3 separate regions of the Mus musculus genome follow, and regions 1 and 2 are each linked to region 3. A link is a contact called in public Hi-C and HiChIP or PLAC-seq data. All regions are on one chromosome and are shown on one strand. The core of a region is the stretch at or near the end of the contact, and the rest is flanking DNA. Distances in the headings are between cores, read along the strand shown. Region 1 has its middle 150 kb from the start of Rap2b. Region 2 overlaps Gm553061 (a long non-coding RNA gene). Region 3 holds the start of P2ry1 (purinergic receptor P2Y, G-protein coupled 1).

Region 1 (3,178 bases), core at 365-2,864, 210 kb after region 3:
ATTAGAAGCTACCTGGGAAAAGTAGGCAGAGAGATGAGATACGCAAGTTCAATCCCCCTTCCAGACAAGACATGTCCAGTGTCCTATGCTCAGTTCAGTGTCTGCAGAAAATAAGTTAGCTTAAAATGGAGTCTGCTGAGTCAAATAAGATGATAGGCAGTCTGGGCAAAGGACATCCTTGCCACACATCCATGTCACAAGATGATGCATAAACTTCGGGAGCTGAAGGACCTGAAGGTGTGTTTAAGCTAGTTAACCAATGATATGATAAAGTGAGTCACAAGCACAGCAAAGCAAAGGACAAAACTACAAATAAACAATAGCCAGATGATATTCCTGGGCCCCATTTACCCAAACATGAAATAACACAGCTGTGTAGACAAAGAAAGGTAGGGTGGGCCTTAAAAAGACTGAGGTTATTGTTAGATTATTTTTGTTCCTTTTCTTCTCTCACCATTCAGATGAAAAAGATAGCTTAAATAAAAATTTGGATGAAAGATCATTCATTTCCTATACACCTGAGTTTCTATGAAGCAGGAATCACTTAGACTTAACGACAGCAACCATTAGTTTAATATTACACATCAGTCATAAATTATATGAATCAAACAGAAAACTAAAAACTGCCTTAATTCTCAAAGGTTCAAACATGGGATCCTGGGTTGACTATGTACAAAGCTCTCTCAATATCACAAAGCTGCTTCTCTCAGCAATCCAGACTCAACCTCTAGCCATGCTCCTAAATATCTAGCTAAAGCTTAAACTTGACTCTTAGTACTACGTCTAAAGCTACTTGCTCTGCTCCCCATAGTTTAAGAGCTAAAAGCAATATCCGTCCCTGAGAAGGTGACATTGCTATTAATTTCTGAGTTCTGTGACTTGGGTATGAACACTGGAATCCATGTGCTGAAACCTTAATTCCAAGGTTGTATATTAATGATTTTTGAAGGTGAACTCCCTGGGAGATAATTAGAAATGGATGGGGTCATAAGGTCAGAGCCCTCATGATTGAATTAGTGACTTTGACAGAAAAGAGGCCAGGGGAAAGGTGACTTATCTCTGATGATAAGTGATGATTGCTTTATCTCTCCAGAGCCCCCACCAGTCCTATTTTGAACTTCCCATCACCCACATTTCCCAGCTGAATAAACATTTATTCCTTACAAATTACTCAATCTGTGATATTCAGGCACAGGAACAGAAAATAGTCTTAAACATAATCTCTTCCTTCTGAGCCATCTTAAAGTTTCCAAACTCTGAAATTATATCATCAAATTTGGTGCCCGTTCCCCTGACAGTTGGCTTATCTTACCAAGACTGATGCGAATTCACACTTGCCCTCATAATAGCTAGGGCTTACATAAGTGTTCTGCTATGTGGCCCTTCCTGAATGCAGGGTCTGTTGTGTGATAAGTCTTTTACAATGAAGTGGCTTTTCCTCTTACATTTGTTTTCACCCACTGGTGGAATGCATGTCAAATCGTTATTATTGGAGCTCTGTTTTCTGTGAACTCTGGCCAGCTTTTGGACGATTATGCCACTTGTGGGCATGAGATCCTTACAGGCTTCTCAAATATTACTCAGTTCATTTTTCTCCTTGCTTTCACACATGAGTCACCCATACAATCACTTCCCTCAAGCACTGGCACAATAGAAACCAACGGTTAACAGCATTGGCCATCAGACAAGACAGACAGCAAATGCAGTTTTCTATCTCATTAAGAAAAGCAACTGTATTGCCTAAAGACATAAAGAGAAGAATGAAATAGGGTGGAGAAAGCATGGCATCCATTTTGACGTGTGAGAGGGTCACAAAGAGAATCAGTGGCTCTGTGCCAGTGTGGCCAACTTCCATTTGGATACCCTTGACCATGTGAGTTCATTTTTGAATAATTCACTGGTAAAAACAAACATTGAGGAGTGGTCAAGATCCTCCACCCCCTTTTCATAAAATTACTACATAAGTAATTCAGAGTTTACATCAAACAAAATCATTTCATTGTGGCTTCTTTTGTTCAGTAGCTCTCCCTTTTCTATTTGGTTTATGGGATTAATTGCTTTGTAAACAGTTCAGTTAGTAAATAATTCTGAATTTCTGAGAAGTATTAGGCCTTTCCCAATATTTACAGGCTTGGGTGCAGTATCAACAATCCAGGTAATAGAAAATAGCAAAGATATTTATTTCATGAAAATGTCAGTATTTCCATTTTCCTATGACTCATCCCACATCAAGTTCAGCTTCTGGACTAGAGACGGTTTCTACATTTCTTCCCATGGTGAGTAACAGTTGTAACAGAGGAGAGAATGTCACTGCACACACCAATGGCAGAGCTTTGGGGGTAATCTTCTTGAGCAAGGGACAGGGCAAAAAACTGGCAAGTGTCAACAATTAATTCCAAAGTTTTTGTACAAGGTAGAATTGAATTTTAACTCTCTCGCTCAGAAAAGTCAACAACATTTTGACATCTATCAATAATTCATCATTTCTAAACATTCTTACAGCATGTCTGAGAGTGCAAACTTGGAAGTGAAGAAATATAGATCCTGCACCATCATTTTCTTACTATGACATTTTTGGTTTTCTGTGAACTAGTTTATTCTTTTAAACATTTTTATATTTAAGAAATTCATACACATATACAATGAGTTATACAACGAATTATACTTGCCTCCCATTCCCCCACTCTCAGTTTCCTGAATGACCTCTTCATACCTTATTATTATTATTATATAACCCACCAAGCCAAGACAATGCTCCCCATGCATGCATAGGTTTCAAGTAGTCCACTGGAGCAAAGATATGTGATCAATGGCCACATCCTTAAAAAGAAGTCATTTTTTAACCCAGCAACTATTCGCTGACAGTAGCTCCTCAATAAGGGACATCAGTTTCTTGGTTGTTAGTAAATAGTTATTTACTTTCTTGTGAATAATGCTTCTACTCTAACTTAAAGGAAAAAATTAAGATTAAATGAGGAGGAGAACTGGAGAACAATGTCAAAAAGAAGACAATAACAATGAAGGCTTTTTTGAAAAGCCATACAGAAACCCATCTCAAAATCTTCTTAAAATATAAAAGGAATTTAAATGGAGTTACCACATAATGGAAGAGACAACGACCCAACTATACATTACACTTTATGTTACCTGGTAAGATCCTTCATACCAGGAGTGAGTT
Region 2 (3,109 bases), core at 21-2,520, 180 kb before region 3:
CAAGGACTTCCCTGAGAGGGAAACTAAACCTTTCTTTGATGGGTTAGCTAGAAAGTAGAGTGATAGCCATGCTGTGCCTTGAAAATGAAACTCTTTAGGACTGAACTCAGTATGCTCCTCTAAGAGGCTCCATGTCATGCTCTGATTGCTGGCTTGATATTTAAAGTGAGAATTTTAACATAGAGCAAAGGAGCATATGTAGGGACTTTGAGACTCAGCTACCATGTACCTTCCTTTCTTCTACCATATTTTTGCCTTGTACAGGTTCTCCAAGGTTCTTTAGGTTCTTATTTTTTGAGTAATACCTAACTTTCATCTTTCCTGTGTGGTAAGGAAGCGGGCACTGGGAAGGAAAACAGGGAAAAGGAAAGGCTGTGTTAAAACATTTCAGGGCCTCTTGGGGTCACACAGGACAGTGGATATCACTACCCTTATTTGAAATGCCATGACTTGATATACAGACAACTCAATCTACGTGAGGTTCTTGACAAATTCTAATCTAGGCAAGGGACTGAACACATTACAAAGGCTATAACCTCCTGATGGTCATTTGAGATGGAGCACTGTGGAAAGATAGGGATGCCTTGTTGTATGTGCTTCCCTTGGGTGGATAAAAGCATAATCCCTCCTATGCAGCACATGCCTCAATAATAGTGGAAGGGAACCTAAGAGCTGGTATTCTAAGCCAATGTGTGCTACACTTGGTTTATCCCCAACATAGTGGATGAGTTAGCTCTTTACTCTGGTGCCTAGAGTGTAGGTCACAACATAGTAGATATATAGTAAATGGAGAAATACTGGCCATGGAGGAGAGAGACATAGGGAATATTTTAGCACCGATGGACTCATTTTTAATTGTATCGGGTTTCACAGTTACTGCCAGGAAGATCAACTGCATGATTGATGTGGAGTAGGCAAGTGCCCAGGTCTCTAGAAATAGAATGATTTCTTTTCTCTTTATCAGACTGTCTGGATTTCCTCAGAATATAATTGATACCTCACAAATGTCATGCACATTACATTTCATTTTGAATTCATGCTCAGTTTCATATTTTGAGTACAATATGAACTCAGCCCACTAACTCGTTTATTGAATAACAAGAGTAAAATGAGTAAAAGTCATGGAGTGTCTCTCTGTGTGTGCACGTGTCTGTGAGTGCACGTGGTTTTTACAATAGCTGCAAATTCTATAGCATGAATAGTATGAAGTCAAAGTGAGCTCAGACCAATGGGTGTGCCCCTCTCCCACGTGCTGGCAGATAAGAGCTGTTTTTTCAGAATGTTACTCTCTAATCAGTGAAAGACAGGGTTATGACGACAAGACTTTCATTTTCTGGGCACAGAACCAACTATTGTGAAAAGTGTTCACCTCCAGAAGGATGGGGTCTTCTGCCTCCTTGAGCCCCTAAGAAATAAGTGTTAAGTAGAGATGTTCAGAAAATTTGCCTTGTCCAAGCTCCAAATTCTTTCCTTTTGTGTTTGAGGTAGTAATTGTTTTCTTCTCTGCTGTCTAAGATTCTAAATGCTTAACAGGACCTCAGCACCAAGTATGAACTTCTGTGAGACCTCAGTATCTTTATATAACACACTCCTTGGAACTTCAGTCTTTATCACTTTGTGGTCTAACAAGGTTCCTGTTGAACCAGACAAGGGGGTGGGGTGGTTTCAGATGAGCAGACAAGTGACAATAAGATGAAGGGAGTAGGAGAAGAGCTAAGGGACTCTGAAGCTTGACCTCAGTCTAATGAATAAAGAGAACCTGGAAAATATACTTTGAGTGTAAAAATTCTTGGAAATTAATTTTTCTAAAGAGAATACGACTTAAATCTCTAGGGCTAGGCATACTGCTTAGAGGTGAAACAATTCCTAGAAAACACACGCGCGCGCGCACACACACACACACACACACACACACACACACACACACATACACACAGTGTGACAGTGTGCTGATTGGAGCCATAAGCAAAGCCATGAAAAGTTTTGCAAACACTGGTTACAGAGATCAAGAAACATCCTAAGTCCACTGGTTCTTAACCTGTGGGTTGTAACCCCTTGGGGGATTACAGATCAGATGTCCTGTGTATCACATATTCACAGTATAATTCATAACAGTAGCAAAATTACAGCTATGAAATAGCAGCAAAATAATTTTATTGTTGGGGGAGTCACCACCACATGAGGAACTGTATTAAATAAAGGGTCACTGCATCAGGAAGGCTGAGAATCACTGTTCTAAGTGAAGATTATTTGAGCCTTAGAATATCATTGCTCTAACTGTTCAGTATTCAAGACTTATAGCAAACACAAAAATTAAAGAGTGCTCTTCATGGATGCTGGATGACATAGGCTTACAGACTTTTTTACCCATGAAAAGGGCTGCATAATAAATAATAGCTGGTAGGCCAATAATACTTGCTTCTCAAAACTGTTGTAAGGGTTACAAATAACTAATGTGTAGAAAAAAAACTCAGTCCAGAACTCAGCATACATTCAGCATTCATCACATGTCATCCATCACTATAAATCACAAGAATTAGTGAGAAAGGTGCCAAAATTATCTTTGAGATTATTGAACCGACTATATAATCTATGAATCAATAGGTCATGACTGAAGGCTTGAACTTGCTCATTTATGTCATCTTCAGTATATCTTCTCCAATTATTATATGAAAAAATTCAACAATGGTGTGTGAGACTTTTTTCCTCTCATTTTGTTGTTCTCTCTCTCTCTCTCTCTCTCTCTCTCTCTCTCTCTCTCTCTCTCTCTCTCTCCCTCTGTGTGTGTGTGTGTGTGTGTGTGTGTATGTGTGCATGCTTGAAAAATCAGTGCATTTTTAGTATTTTTTTTCAATTAAATACTGAAGTGCTTATCACTTAAAAAAATAAGTAGTGGTAAAAATCTAATGACAATAGTATAGAAGACCCCCCCCCTAGTGTTTGGGGTAGCTTCTAAGGCCCCCAGGGGAACACTAAAAAGCACTGAACCCTGCCTACCTTCTGTTGTTTCTGTTTCTGTTGCTTTTTTCTGGTTCTTATCAGTTTCAGCACACTCTCTGCCCTGCCCTAGTTTGTTTTTCTTTTGCTGTGATGACAAACCATGACCAAA
Region 3 (3,451 bases), core at 454-2,953:
TTTCCTCTAAGGTTTTTTTCCATTGTTTGTTTGTTTTTCCTGTACGTTTAGTTTCTCTGTGTGTCTCTGTCTCTGTATCAGGCTCTGTGTCTCTGTGTCTCCGTGTCTGTGTCTCCTCTCTCTCTCTCTCTCTCTGCCTCTCTCTCTCTCTCTCTCTCTCTCTCTCTCTGTGTGTGTGTGTGTGTGTGTGTGTGTGTGTGTGTGCGTGTGTGTGTGTACATGCACATATGCTCATGTGCCACAGTGACACAATATGGGTGCACAGGTATCAGGAAAGTGGGAGTCAGTTCTTTCCTTCCACCATGTAAGTAATGGGATCAAGCTCAAGTCCTCAGGCTTGGCGGTAAGTGCCTAATGCCTTTAGTGGCTGAGACAGATCACCAACTCCTTGAGTGTTTTTAAGGGAACAAAGTCATTTAATATATGAAACTAGAATGAAATGGCTATAGAATATAATCGAAGGTATTCTATCCTCGTACTTTTTTTTTACAAGAAAAAATGTATTTGTTAATATGGCACATAAAATACATTAATCAGTAGATTGTCAAGAAGGGCTTGGTTCCATTCTTGGGTGGGTCTGTTTAATCATGTCTTCAGGTAGGAAACAATCCATTTAGTTTACAATTAAACACTTTTTTTTTATATATTGCCCACATTTTTTATGCATTTGGAACCCTAGACTAAGATTTACAAAAAATAAAATAATTACATTGGTCTCTGTCTAAATTTGAAAGGTATCTACTAGAGGAACAGGCATTTTAAGAAATAAGATTCACAATAAAGCCAAACTGTAAAGTTATCCCTCAACAAATGAACCCTCTTTCTTTATAAAGCTGTGTTTAATATTCAGCTTGATTCAGAATCATTTTCACTGTAGTCTCTATTATTTAAATGTATGTAAATGGTAACTGGAGGTTGGAGGGAGGGCGCTTGTTCTTTCCAGCAAGTGTTAGCAGTCAAGTTGGACTGATGATGTGTGCTGCGTTAACTAAGCAGTTAGACCAGGTTCTTATGTACATTCTCACAATAATGTTACCAGTGATGCCGGTGTATTAGCATTTTTCTAAGTAGTGCAAAAAATAGTATTTGGATAAAGCAAACAACAATAAAAACAAACAGACATGAAGGGCAGAAAGCGACTTGCCCATGCCGCTTACCACCCTCACTCATTCAGAGCTGGCACCCTCTGGGATCAGCAGGTTCCTACACGCGTTGGGCAAAGCAAGGCGCTGTGCAGGGCCAGGGCGTGCCCACCTGCAAACCGCTGGTTGTCTGGAGCCTGCAAACACCTTGCGAGTTCCGGGGAGGCTCCGGAGATGTCTGTCTCAGACTGCTCAGCTCAAAGCTTTAGACACAACGCTGCCAGCGTCCAGAAGGTTTTCAGCGTGTCAGCAACTTCACTTTACAGAGCTAGCTGGTGGAGGACCGAGGAAACCCCTCCAGCCATACGCTGGCCAGAAGCCACCGCTGCCCTAGAGCACCTTTTGTTCTGACCACTGATTCGAGTGGTGGCGGCCTTGCCAGGCGTGCAGGGGCACCGCGATCTCTGCTTCCAGAGGCCACCTCCCGCCCTGGGCGCCCAGCCCTGAGCCGGCGGCCCGGAGCTTGCACGGCGGAGACACGCCCCTTGCCTCCCCGCGGAGCACAGACTCGCCCGGGCTCCTAGGCTCCGCCCACCCCGCTGGGAGCCTGGCTTTCTCTCCTGCCCCCTGCACTCGAGACCCAGCCGAGCGCGGAGACGAGCTGCAGCCTTCATGGACTGTGAGCGGGGTACAGGGTAGGTAGTACGCCAGGGTCCGAGGCCACGCGCTCTCCAAAAGACCTCCAAGGTTGAGCGCGGGCTCAGAATGTGGCCGGAAGAAGAGTCGCGGCGTCCCTGGTGAAGGTCCCGGGTTGCAAGGTAGGGAGTAGGCAGATGGCCAGGCAAAGTTGATCAGAGAGGAGGTGGTTGGCCTGCGCCTTCGGGCCGCTGGGAACAGCCGAACTACTTGGACTTGACCCGCCGCGCCCCAGGCGCTCTGAGCAGCGCCTATCAGTCGCCCTGCGCGGGAGCGCACTTGCAAACTTGGTGGAGGTGCCCTGCGCGTCCTGTTGTGTAACCTCCGCGCCGCCAGCTGGACCGGGAAGTTGCCCGCACGTCCTTCAGCTTAGATCGGTCGCAGCTCCGGGCGAATTTCATGGCCCGCGACAAAAGCGCGGCCAGAGCCGGCGTGGGCGAGCCCCTGCGCGCTCCGACCCGTGGGGAACTCCCGCGCGCGGTCCCTGGCCTGCGCCTCCGATGCGCGCTGAGTCTCTCGCCGCTGCTGCCCGCTCGCCGCGGTCTGCCCTTTCTAGTAGCTGCCTGAGTTGGAAAGAAGAGGATGACCGAGGTGCCTTGGTCGGTTGTCCCCAACGGGACGGATGCTGCCTTTCTGGCGGGCCTGGGCTCGCTTTGGGGAAACAGTACTGTCGCCTCAACTGCAGCAGTTTCCTCTTCATTCCAATGTGCCCTGACCAAGACCGGTTTCCAGTTCTACTACCTGCCGGCTGTCTACATTTTAGTGTTCATCATAGGCTTCCTAGGCAACAGCGTGGCTATCTGGATGTTCGTTTTCCACATGAAGCCTTGGAGCGGCATCTCCGTGTACATGTTCAATTTGGCTCTGGCTGACTTTTTATACGTGCTCACCCTACCAGCCCTCATCTTCTACTACTTCAACAAGACTGACTGGATCTTCGGGGATGCTATGTGCAAGCTGCAGAGATTCATCTTCCACGTAAATCTCTACGGTAGCATCTTGTTCCTCACCTGCATCAGCGCACACAGGTACAGTGGCGTGGTGTACCCTCTCAAGTCTCTGGGCAGGCTCAAGAAGAAGAATGCCATTTATGTCAGCGTGCTGGTGTGGCTCATTGTGGTGGTGGCCATCTCCCCTATTCTCTTCTACTCTGGCACTGGGACTCGGAAAAACAAAACTGTCACCTGCTATGACACCACGTCCAATGATTACCTGCGAAGTTATTTCATCTACAGTATGTGCACGACTGTGGCCATGTTCTGCATCCCTTTGGTGCTGATCTTGGGCTGTTATGGATTAATTGTTAAAGCTTTGATTTACAATGACCTGGACAACTCTCCGCTCCGGAGGAAATCCATTTACCTGGTGATAATTGTCCTGACGGTGTTTGCTGTGTCTTATATCCCTTTCCATGTGATGAAAACGATGAATTTGCGAGCACGGTTGGATTTCCAGACCCCAGAAATGTGTGATTTCAACGACAGGGTTTATGCCACTTATCAGGTAACAAGAGGTCTAGCAAGTCTCAACAGCTGTGTGGACCCCATTCTTTATTTCTTGGCTGGAGATACATTCAGAAGGAGACTGTCCCGAGCCACCAGGAAAGCTTCCAGGAGGAGTGAGGCCAATTTACAATCCAAGAGTGAAGAAATGACTCTCAATATTTTATCTGA

What was found. A called contact is a pair of places that touch in the nucleus more often than the background predicts. HiChIP or PLAC-seq counts read pairs in DNA pulled down with a chosen protein or histone mark.
Region 1: an H3K4me3 HiChIP or PLAC-seq map of bone marrow-derived macrophages shows a contact between it and region 3, with 4 times the contacts expected there. The contact joins the enhancer-like site here to the promoter of P2ry1 in region 3. A contact is called at or near these places in 1 of 484 Hi-C or Micro-C datasets (macrophages) and 3 of 115 datasets of contacts at active chromatin or transcription factors (bone marrow-derived macrophages, neural progenitor cells and pancreatic cancer cells).
Region 2: a contact with region 3 is called in a Hi-C map of the G1E-ER4 cell line, with 3 times the contacts expected there. The contact joins the enhancer-like site here to the promoter of P2ry1 in region 3. A contact is called at or near these places in 3 of 39 promoter capture datasets (fetal liver, hematopoietic stem and progenitor cells and liver), 2 of 15 datasets of contacts at CTCF or cohesin (the G1E-ER4 cell line and large pre-B cells), 4 of 484 Hi-C or Micro-C datasets (all in the G1E-ER4 cell line), 2 of 115 datasets of contacts at active chromatin or transcription factors (large pre-B cells and neural tube) and 1 of 9 other capture datasets (pancreatic islet).

Annotation. Positions count from the first base shown.
Region 1 is chr3:61,215,272-61,218,449 of GRCm38.p6, forward strand. No RefSeq gene overlaps it. Among named protein-coding and RNA genes, the nearest start is that of Rap2b, 150 kb to the right of the region's middle. Within about 2 kb of position 1,615, at least 21 of the 459 cell types and tissues checked have an H3K27ac peak or open chromatin away from gene starts, as enhancers often do. A contact at or near this core is called in bone marrow-derived macrophages and pancreatic cancer cells, where this site is marked.
Region 2 is chr3:60,818,576-60,821,684 of GRCm38.p6, forward strand. The region is part of intron 2 of Gm553061 (a long non-coding RNA gene); the gene reads right to left. Among named protein-coding and RNA genes, the nearest start is that of Gm38326, 32 kb to the left of the region's middle. Within about 2 kb of position 1,271, at least 46 of the 459 cell types and tissues checked have an H3K27ac peak or open chromatin away from gene starts, as enhancers often do. A contact at or near this core is called in the G1E-ER4 cell line, fetal liver and hematopoietic stem and progenitor cells, where this site is marked.
Region 3 is chr3:61,001,082-61,004,532 of GRCm38.p6, forward strand. It overlaps P2ry1 (purinergic receptor P2Y, G-protein coupled 1), which reads left to right and starts at 1,704. Exons shown (of 2, transcript NM_008772.5): 1 at 1,704-3,451. The coding sequence starts at 2,361.